2 separate regions of the Sus scrofa genome follow, and region 1 is linked to region 2. The links are chromatin contacts, called in public Hi-C maps. All regions are on one chromosome and are shown on one strand. Each heading gives the region's core, a stretch centred on a gene start, on an enhancer-like site or on the middle of the called end of the contact. The rest is flanking DNA. Distances are from core to core; before and after follow the strand shown.

Region 1 (4,954 bases), core at 925-3,424, 100 kb after region 2:
AAAACAAAACAAAAGCCGAACAAACAGGAGTTCCCATCGTGGCACAGCAGAAATGAATCTGACTAGCATCCATGAGGACGCAGGTTTGATCCCTGGCCTTGCTCAGTGGGTTAAGGATCCAGCGTGGTGTAAGTCCCAGATGCATCAGATCCCTCGTTGCTGTGGCTTTGGCATAGGCCATCGGCTGCAGCTTCGATTTGACCCCTAGCCTGGCAACTTCCATATGCTGAGGGTGTGGCCTTAAAAAAGACCCCCCCCCAAAAAAAGACAAAAACGAACAAATAGAAAACATCCTAGAATGCACAGGTCAAATCCCCATAACAAAGAATTATCCAACTGTGTCAGTAGTGCTGAGGTTGAGAAACTGTTCCAAGAAGATTGCAAAGGAGCAGTAGAGGGAAGAAAACCAGAAGACAGCAGTGCTCTGAAAGCGAGTTCCCTGGAACCAGAAGGGCCAGCAGATCCCCCCTTCAGAAGGGGAGGGGACGTAGGAGCCAATAATTGTCCATTGAGTTTAGCAACAAGGACCTTTGCTGATACAGTTTCACCAGCAATGTGGGGCGGAGGTCAGTTTGGAGTCGGGGAAGGCAGGACTGGGAGGTGGTTAGTGAAGACAAGTACAGACTCTTTCCAGGAGCTTTGAAGTGAATGACAAGAAGGGGTGTTAGGATGAGCTAGAAGGAGCTCTGGAGTGGAGGAAGAGCTTAAGAAGAAGGAGATCAGCAATGAGATCCTGCTGTGTAGCACTGGGAACTATGTCTAGTCACTTATGATGGAGCATGAAATGTGCGAAAATAGAATGTGTACATGTATGTGTAACTGGGTCAACATGCTGTACAGTAGAAAAAAATATATTGGGGAAAAAACAATTGATTACAATTAAAAAATAAATAAAAATAAAAATAAGATACTGGAAAGACAAGCATTCTCTATGCCGGTTAAAAAGAACCAGTAGGGGAGTTCCTGTTGTGGTGCAGCGGAAACGAATCCGACTAAGAACCATGAAGTTGTGGGTTTGATCCCTGGCCTCGCTCAGTGGCTCAATGGGTTAAGGATCCGGTGTTGCCGTGAACTGCGGTGTAGGTCGCAGATGTGGCTTGGATCTGGTGTTGCTGTGGCTGTGGCGTAGGCCGGCAGCTACAGCTCTGATTCAGCCCCTAGCCTGGGAACCTCCATGTGCTGCGGGTGCAGCCCTGAAAAAGATAAGACAAAAAAAAGAAAAGAAAAAAGAACCAGTAGGGATTTGGAAGGGGGGTGACTGGTGGAAGAGAGAGCCATGGACATCGGTGGTACTAAAAACCAGAGCAGAGGTGCATTAACTTGGATCAGGTAAGGAAAATTTCTTCCTCTGAAGCTAAAAAAAGGTGGGGTGTGTGTGTGGCGGGTGGGCATAGTAATGCATAGAGGTGGAGAAGGCGTGTGGACTGTAGAGGGTTGACCTGGAGACTTTATTCTTTGCACTTCTATCTGCAGGGGAGAGGTGGTGGGGGTAAGAGGGGGTAATTGAGTAATACTACTTGTCAGTTGATTGTAGAGGGTTTATATTCTATTGTGATTTGTACTGCTCTGCTCTCCCAAAAAAGTCTCCTTGGAAAGTAGTTCTGTTTTTCTTGCCTGGTATGTTCCAGAGGTGAGCACGAGGCTATTGTGGAAACTCAAGTTCCTGCCCAGGCTGTCACCTGTCAGCCGAGACCATCCTGGGTAGAATGCCCATGGAAATCCCGAGTTCCCTTCAGGATATTTATGGACTTGGGTTTAAGGGTTTGGGGGTCCCTTCAGTCTCCTGGTTCCTGAGTGTGCCCTCTCTCTTCTGCTATGGATTTCAACTTGGACGTGAAATCCTTCTCTTGTTCTACAAAACCACCTCACACCCAACATTGAAACGTGTGGCCGGGTCTGGGGTCTCATACTTGTGGCATTTTGTGAAAACGTCACTCTTCCTCTTCCTTCCCTGCTCATCTGTCTCCTGCAAATAAATGGCCTTCGTCTCCAAATCCTTCTGCTATTTACTTCTCTCCCCCCGAGCTCCCAAACAGGCTTAGGCCAAACCATCTTGGTGCCAAGAAAGCTTCCTATTAGATCCATCCTCTAACACAAAGTGGTTATGACTTAACCTTGTGAAAATGTGGTTTCTGTAAGACTACACATTCAGCAGTTAGGGTTTGGACATGGCTATGATTTATGCCCAAACTCATGGCAACGACTCACTCTAAACCAGCAAGGCTCCACTCTTCAAGAGCATTGTCCCACCTTGTAGTATTCTCTCAGGAACCGTGTGGGGAGATGTTGGGAGGCAGAGCAAAGCTAGAGGCAAACTGGAGGCCCAGCTGAGTAAAGGATCCCAACCACTTCAACTCTCCCCTCTGTCTACAGAGAGCTGGCCTGGAAGTCAGCAGGCCCAGCTTCTGGAACTGTTTCATCAGCAGCAGTTTTGTAATCTCAAGCCTCAATGTTCTCTGAAAAGTGAGGATAATGAGGGAGGAACAAAGATTTGATGAAATTGGATCTGTGGATACCTGGCTTGTAGTAGCGACTTAATATGTTCAGGACGCCACGTTCCCCTCTGCTTTTGCAGCAAGAGAAAGTGAACCTTTCTGTCTTGCCTACGTGCTCAGAATTATTATTATTATTATTATTATTATTATTGTTGTCATTATTATTATTATTGCTTTTTAGGGTCTCACCCATGGCATATGGAAGTTCCCAGGCTAGGGGTCAAATCGGAGCTGCAGCTGCTGGCTACGCCACAGCCACAACACCACCAGATCCAAGCCAAGACTGTGATCTGACCTACACCACAGCTCATAGCAAGGCCAGATCCTTAACCCACTGAGCGGGGCCAGGAATTGAACCTGCATCCTCATGGATACTAGTCGGGTTCATTTCCGCAGAGCAATGATAGGAACTCCAAAAATTATAAACAAAGTGTTTGGTGACAGCTTCCATTTTCAGTGCAGAAGGAAGGCAAGTAAGGGTGGAGCGCTGCCTCACCAGTGTCTCGGGTGAGTTATAAGAACCCACTGTGCCCCCAAGAGCTTCAGTTCTTCCTGCGGAGGCAAGAGGTTTAGACAAGTGGTCAGACCGCATTGAAGACTGAGTGTGGGGCTGAGGACCAGAGCAGTACTTGTTTTAGAAATTAAAATGAATGAACATTCCATTAAATTTTGTATTTGCTTAGTGTTTTTGGGTTCTGGATTTTGAACTTCTCCCATGAGGAAACTGGTGCCGCCTCCCTACACCTAATAACCCAGCCAGCACCTGCGGTGGAGGCTCCTGCTGCAATACTGGCGGTGCCCAGCAGGGGCCGTCCTAGCTCTTCTCAGGCTGCGAATGGCTGATTGGAGGTTTGATGGAGGCTCTCTCTTCTAAGGGTTTTGCAGAGTTTTCGGACCAGGATCCACAGTAAGACATGCGTTTTACCTCACCACCCAGTATAGCTTTACATGCATATGTATTTTGCTAAACAATACTTACTTTTATTACATGGTTGCATGCTGATCTAATTTGTTCAGTTATGTTCCAGATTAGGTCATTTTAAAAATACTGCTCACACCTACCAATAGATGGAGACCTTTACTCTGAAACCACTGGGAATCTGAGCTGGAGGAGTGGGGACAGCGAGAGAGATTTGGGATCACCTAGAAAAGGACTTCTCAGTCCAGGAGTTGAAAGTGAGGGCTTGGGAGCCAGGATGCCACGCGTAATCCCAGCTCTGCCCTTTTCTCCATCTGTGGCCTGAATGACCTACTCCACCCTTCTATGCTCAGTAAAAGACAGCACGGGTTATAATAACAGCTCCCTTCTCACTCATAAACAAGGCTTGCTGCAGAATGCCAGTGAAAGCCTGCCTGGGGTCTCATGGGTTCATTGATCTAACACGTTAATACCTGTAACATGTGTGTTACATGTAATACCTGTTACATGTGGGTTCCTTGATCCAACAGTAACATCTGTTACTAAGATAATGGAGCAGAAAGTTCCCGGCCTGACCAAGGTGGCCAAGAAGCACACAGACAATGACAGCAGATGTGGTGGGTGGTCTGGGAGCATGTGGGTTGCTGGAGGACTCCTTAGCACAGTGCCTCTCAAAGTGCTGTCCTGAGGCCAGCAGCAGCAGCAAAGCCTAGGAACTTGTCAGACAGGCAGATTCTCAGGCCTGAACCCAGGTGTACAGAATCAGAAACCAGGAGTGGGCCTGGCTGTTTTAATAAACCCTCTTGGGGATGCTGATGCACCTTCCAATGTGAGGACAAGTACCAGGGGTTACCAGACTTTGCTGTAACTTAGAGTGCTTTTGAGGGGACCCCATACCATTCTAATCACAGTGTCTGGAAGTAGGAGTCAGGCATCAGTAGTTTTAAAAAAAAATGCCCTGGGAGTTCCCACTGTGGCTCCGTAGCTTAAGAACCTACTAGTATCCATGAGGACTCGAGTTTGATCCCAGGCCTCACTCAGTGGGTTAAAGGATCCAGCATTGCTGTAAGTGGTAGAATGGGTTGCAGACACGGCTGGGATCTGGTGTTGCTGTGGCTGTGGTGTAGGCTTGCAGCTGCAGCTTCGATTTGACACATAGCCTGGGAACTTCCATATGCTGCAGGTGTGGCCCTAAAAAGAAAAAAAAAACACCCCTGGTGATTCCAATGTGTAGCAAAGTAGGGGAACCATGGCCCCTACCCAAACCCGGTGGGTGTGACATCTGAGAAAGCTGGAGGGGGTGCCGTACAGGCAGAAGCCTTAAATGCAATGGGGACTTGGGTGTGAATTGGGTTGGAGAGTTGAGGGGGTTTCTGGTGCTCAGAGAAGTTTCCAAAGGGACTGTAATCTAGTATGGAAGAAGCTTGGCTCTGGAGGCAAGGCTTCTGGGTGTGAATCACACTGCACGCATATTGGCTAGTGTGACTGGGCAAATCATCCCAACAGTAGTAAGTTACATTTCTTTCTCTTTCTTTCTCTC
Region 2 (5,582 bases), core at 282-2,781:
GGGTTCGATACCTGGCCTCACTCAATGGGTTAAGGATCTGGCATTGCCATGAGCTGTGGTGTAGGGTGCAGGTGTGGCTTGGATCCTGCGTTGCTGTGGTTGTGGTGCAGGCAGACAGCTGCAGGTCTGATTCAACCCCTCCTGGGAACTAGCTGTAGGTGTGACCCTAAAAAAGCAGAGGTGCGGTGGGAAGGGGAAGGGACTGACAGCCATGAGCTTAGTAGTTAGTTCTCTGCTCTTTTTTCTTCTGAAAGAGCCTGAGCTCTTGTCAGTACCCCACAACCTCTCAAATTTCTTGAGGACTAAGGTAGCAGGGAAATAAATGAATAAATGATGAATGAGTGAAATAACATAGACAAAATGTTTATCTGGCACATGGTATGTTCTCAGTGAATTTTAAGGAGGCAGTTGGTGGTAGCAGTTAAGAATGCTGGCTCAGGGAGTTCCCGTTGTGGCTCAGTGGTTAACGAATCTGACTAGGAACCATGAGGTTGCAGGTTTCATCCCTGGCCTTGCTCAGTGGGTTAAGAATCCGGCGTTGCTGTGAGCTGTGGTATAGGTTGCAGATGTGGCTCGGATCCCCGCGTTGCTGTGGCTCTGGGGTAGACTGGTGGCTACAGCTCCCATTAGACCCCTAGCCTGGGAACCTCCATATGCCGCGGGTGCGGCCCAAGAAATGGCAAAAAGACAAAAAAAAAAAAAAAAAAAAAAAAAAAGAATGCTGGTTCAGGAGTTGGGCTGTCCGTGCCTGCCACTTACTGATGTGTAACCTTGGGCAGGTCACTTTACCACTCTGCCTGTTCCACTTTTGTCCCTGGGGGCCAGGAAAACCACCAAACCCAAAGAGTTGGGAGGATTAAAGGAATGAATCTGATCAGATGCATAGCACAGTGCCTTGCACACAGTAGGTATCCAAAGAAATTAGGTATTATTATACAATTATTTTATCAGTTAATTCATTTAGTCAGGGATGGAAAATTGTTTGTAGGAAGTCAGCATAAATGAGTGAACTGGGGGAGCTTAGGGGCCTGATCTCAAAGGGAGACAGATGTTAAGGGGAGTGTGAAGCCAGCACTGTGATTTTCAGAATCTCCTCTTGGGAAAAGTCATCCCAAGTCCCAGCATGGCTCTTGAAAAGGTAAATATCTTTCATATTTTCTCCTGAAGTCTTTGTGTATTCGTTTATTTGTCAAAACCCCGCTTTTAGGGAGAGCAAGCCCTTGACCAGATCTTGGGTTGTGAGGTTTGTTCTCAGCACTTTTTTCTCCTCCTTAAGCCCTGTACCCTCCAGGTGGGCTCGCTCCCACTTCACCTTTCTGCCGGGTCCCACGTCCAGCTCGGTTTCCTGGACCCCAGATCTCGACGAAGGGCTTCGAAAACTCAAAGCGCAATCGGGAGTGACTTGGCAGAGGTGGAATTTGGGGGCGTCGGCATCGCACGTAAGGGCGGAGCGGGATCTCCCTGGCGAACCTTGTCTCACCAGCAGGTGGCGATCTATCTGCAAGGCGTGCAAGGTTCATCCAGAAACTTGAACGGGATGTTGATGCCACTGCACGAGAGAGGAGCACAGCCGAATCTCCCCTAGCCGAGCTGCGAAAAGGTGGGAGAGAAGGGAGCGGACTCCCTCCTGGAGTGACTCAAGGATTTAGACGCCACGAGCTTCCTTCGGCAAGGCTTCAGGAAAGGTGAGTCCTGAGCAGCGCACGGGAAAGGGAGCGCAGTCCTTTTCTTAAGGCATCGTCCGTGACTTGTATTGACTGGCTTTCCGACCCTCTGGGAAAGACATTTCTCGAAGGGAGCTGCCTGAGCAGATGGAGGGAGCGCGGGAAAGAAACCCGGGAAGCCAGTGCCCGCGCGCCCGGCGCTCTGCAAAGGGAGGAGAACGGGTCGGCTCCCTCCAGATGGCGCTCTCTGGCTTTCTCTAGGCCTCCCGCTCCTGTCCCTAGAGGCCCCCCGCCGCAACGGCCGCTCTAGCCGACCGGCGCGGGCTCTGTGGTTCCGGGCGGAAGTGAGGCGCCGAACGGAACGGCCTCTGGTGACATTTTCTCCGGGCGGCGCGGACGAGTGAAGGGACTTGGTGGTGGAGGCTGCGGAGGCGGCGAGATTCTCTTTGGCCCCGGCAGGGCTCTGGCCACTGCCCTCTGTTCGCCGCCGGGGCTTGTGCCGAGAAGGTGAAGGCGGCGGTGGCCGTCGCATTCCGAGTCGCCGAGGCCCGGAGGGACCCGGGGGGTCGGTGCGTGCCCCGACGGGGCGCGCGGAGCGGGCGAGGAGGTGCGGAGCCGCCGCGGGGCGCAGGTGAGGCGGGAAGGGGCGCAGGGCCGGAGCGGCTGCGTCCCGGGGAGGGCTCAGTTTGAGTCGGAGGGGTGCGGGCCGCGGGCGAGGTTTTGCGGCGTCCGGGCGCCGGGGTCTTAGCGTTTCGGACGTGGCGGGAGGCGCGGCCCGGGAGGGGGCCAACGAGAGGGGCGGAACAGCGGGACCCCTTGCTCTCCCGTCGGTCAGTGACCTTCGCGTCCTCCGGGCCCGGCGGGTTGGCCGGCGGCGCCTCCCTCCCTTTCCCGGACCAGGCGGGTCCCTTTCCCTGGCAGCAGAGAGGAGGATGGAAGTGCTGCAGCCGGTGGGCCGCGGGCCGGAGAGGCTTCGCGGCCCTGGAGTTGTCTTCGTGCAACTTTCCGGCGCCCCGGGCCGCCGGGGAAACGGCGGCGGCGGCTGCTCTGCCAACTCTGCCAGCCCCGCGAGCTGGAGTCTGGCGCCGAGACCCGCCGACTCCCGAGAGCCCCGGTGGCTGCCCCTGCGCCGTGACTGCGGAGGCCTAGGAGGAGGGAGGATGGTTTTCTCCGGCTTGGCGCCGCCTGCGTCTCGGCGCTTCCTCTACCTTCGGTCGGCAGACGCCTTCGGTCAATGGGAGGGATGTGTCAGTCTCCCAAATTGACCTCTCCTGGCAAGTTTGTCAACTTTATTTAGAAAACCCGGCGAGGACGTAAGCTGACCAGCCTCAACTTAAAGATCACAGACTTCTCGGACTCTCTCAGGAAGGATCCTCTCTTTTCAAAGCCCCGTAGTGCTTTGTAGTTGATTTCTTATATCGCTGATCTCGGTGTATTGTTGGGGCAACAGCCCTCAACGGAGGCTCACGTCATTCATGCTCCCTTTTAAATCATCTCCGCTGTCACAGAATAGATGCTCGCAGGTTGAAGGAATGAACGCCTGTACTTGTTCTCCCAGAGTGAACCGCTTGAGCAGTTTGTGCTGGATGTGCTTTTTGTTGCTCGCCTGAGCGTCTGCTTTCTGAATCCTTCCCCTCTAGGATGAAAACCCACTGATGATGCTTTGTCAAGGTTGGACCTCTTAATTACAAATACATCTGGCAGTTTTGCTCAGCCTATTATTGTGCAGTGTGTTGGGCACATGTTAGCAGTTTGAATTACTCCCTTTCTTCTCCTGGGATATTTTAAGGCTGGAGGCTGTTAACTTTCTAATGTGGTTTTGCTGATCCTGGCAATCTGGATTTCTTCAATAAGAGCATTGTCTTTTGGTTTAACAAGCATTTTTAGAGACCTGCAACTGATAGTTATTACCTGGTGTCCTGAAGAGTCACAAACACGGAGGTTTTTTAGTAGGAAGTATAATATTTTGGCCAAATAATCTGGCCAATACAATGCCTAGTAGAGTGCTTTATGCACAGTAGGTGCTGAGTAAATAAAGACATTATGAATTAAATTTGAACTCTGGGAGTTCCCATGGTAGCTTAGTGGTTAATGAACCCAGCTAGTAACCATGAGGTTTCGGGTTTGATCCCTGACCTGGCTCAGTGGGTTAAGGATCTGGCATTGCCCTGAGCTGTGGTGTTGGTCGAAGATGAGGCTCGGATCTGGTGTGGCTGTGGCGTAGGCCGGCAGCTACAGCTCTGATTAGACCCTAGCCTGGAAACCTCCATATGCCTTGGGCGCAGCCCTAAAAAGACAAAAGACGAAAATAAATAAATTTGAACTCTGAAAACTAAGATAGAATATATTGTGATGACCTATATGCTAGTTTAAGAAGAACCTTAGTGGAATTTCATGCAGTTTCATAAAATAGAAAATAAAAGTATTTTTAGACATTGCTAAATCAGATTCCTTCAGAGTACTTTTCAATATCACTGTAATTGTAAAACTTCAAAGCGTATCTTTTTTTTTTTTTTCTTTTCTTTTTAGGGCTGGACCTGTGGCATATAGAAGTTCCTAGGCTAGGGCTTGAATCTTAGCTGCAGCCGCAGGCCTGTGCCCCAGCAACTCGGAATCCAACCCGCATCTGTGACCTATGCTGCACCTTGTGACAACACCAGATCCTTAACCCACTGAGCGAGGCCAGGGATCAAATCCAAATCCTCATGGAGCTAGTCGGGCTCTTAACCAGCTGAGCCACAACAGGAAGTCCCAAACTGTATCTTTTTCATAATATTAACATAATTGTAAACTTCAAAATAGGTGGTTCAATATGAATGGAAGGGAGAAACTGCAAGGTAATTATGCCTGAAATATGAGCTACATATGACTTTTTTTTTTTTTTTTTTTTTTTTTTGGCTTTTTGGCTTTTTGCTATTTCTTTGGGCCGCTCCCGCAGCATATGAGGTTCCCAGGCTAGGGGTCGAATTGGAGCTGTAGCCACCGGCCTACACTAGAGCCACAGCAACTCGGGATCCGAGCCGCGTCTGCAACCCACACCACAGCTCACGGCAACGCCGGATCCTTAACCCACTGAGCAAGGGCAGGGACCGAACCCGCAACCTCATGGTTCCTAGTCGGATTCGTTAACTACTGCGCCACGACGGGAACTCCCCTACATATGACTTCTTAATGGGAAATTTTCTTTTCTGACATCTATTTGTGGAAATTGGGATGGGCTAGCTTTTGGCACTGGAGACTTTCCCTGTTAACTTTAAGTTCACAGCGTAGTTGTTACATTACTTACTAATTCAGTTTATATTACTCTTAAATGCATTTATGAAAGAGTGTCAGAATGTTCTTTGTCTCAGAGTTTTCATGATTAATCTAAGACCTGTATGTTAAAGATAAACTTAGGAGTTCCTGTTGTGGCTCAGCGGTAATGAACCCGACTAGTATCTGTGAGGACTCAGTTTGATCCCTGGCCTCGCTCAGTGGGTTAAGGAGCAGGTGTGGTTGTGGCTGTGGTGTAGGCCAGCAGCTACAGCTCTGATTCCACCCCCAGCCTGGGAACTTCCATATTGCTACTGGTGTGGCTCTAAAAAGACGAAAAAAATAAGAAAAAAATAAAGATAAATTTAGCTTTAGATTCTAACTTAATGCAGTTCTGATAGAATTGAGTGATTAACATTTTAATGTTGGTACCTTAAGTTTCCTTAGTGTATAACTAGTAACTTCTTGAGGTTGTGTAGTTACTCATTATTCGAGGGATTGTTTTGCCGGGATCTTCAAACTTAATGATTTCAGTCTGATGTAGGCTTGAAGAGTTCATATATGGGCAATTAGAATGCTTTTATTTAAAGTTTAGAACTGTTATATATGTATTAGAGACTCAGACCTTATGTTTATAACTTTGGTAAATCATATTATACCTTCCTT

Evidence for each region. A called contact is a pair of places that touch in the nucleus more often than the background predicts.
Region 1: a Hi-C map of retroperitoneal adipose tissue shows a contact between it and region 2, with 1.6 times the contacts expected there. The contact joins the enhancer-like site here to the promoter of C1H18orf25 in region 2. A contact is called at or near these places in 5 of 47 Hi-C or Micro-C datasets (brain, heart right ventricle, retroperitoneal adipose tissue and 2 more).

Annotation. Positions count from the first base shown.
Region 1 is chr1:95,906,642-95,911,595 of Sscrofa11.1, forward strand. No RefSeq gene overlaps it. Among named protein-coding and RNA genes, the nearest start is that of RNF165, 42 kb to the right of the region's middle. Within about 2 kb of position 2,175, at least 2 of the 83 cell types and tissues checked have an H3K27ac peak or open chromatin away from gene starts, as enhancers often do. A contact at or near this core is called in retroperitoneal adipose tissue, where this site is marked.
Region 2 is chr1:95,807,193-95,812,774 of Sscrofa11.1, forward strand. C1H18orf25 reads left to right here and starts at 1,532. Exons shown (of 5, transcript XM_003121416.6): 1 at 1,532-1,685.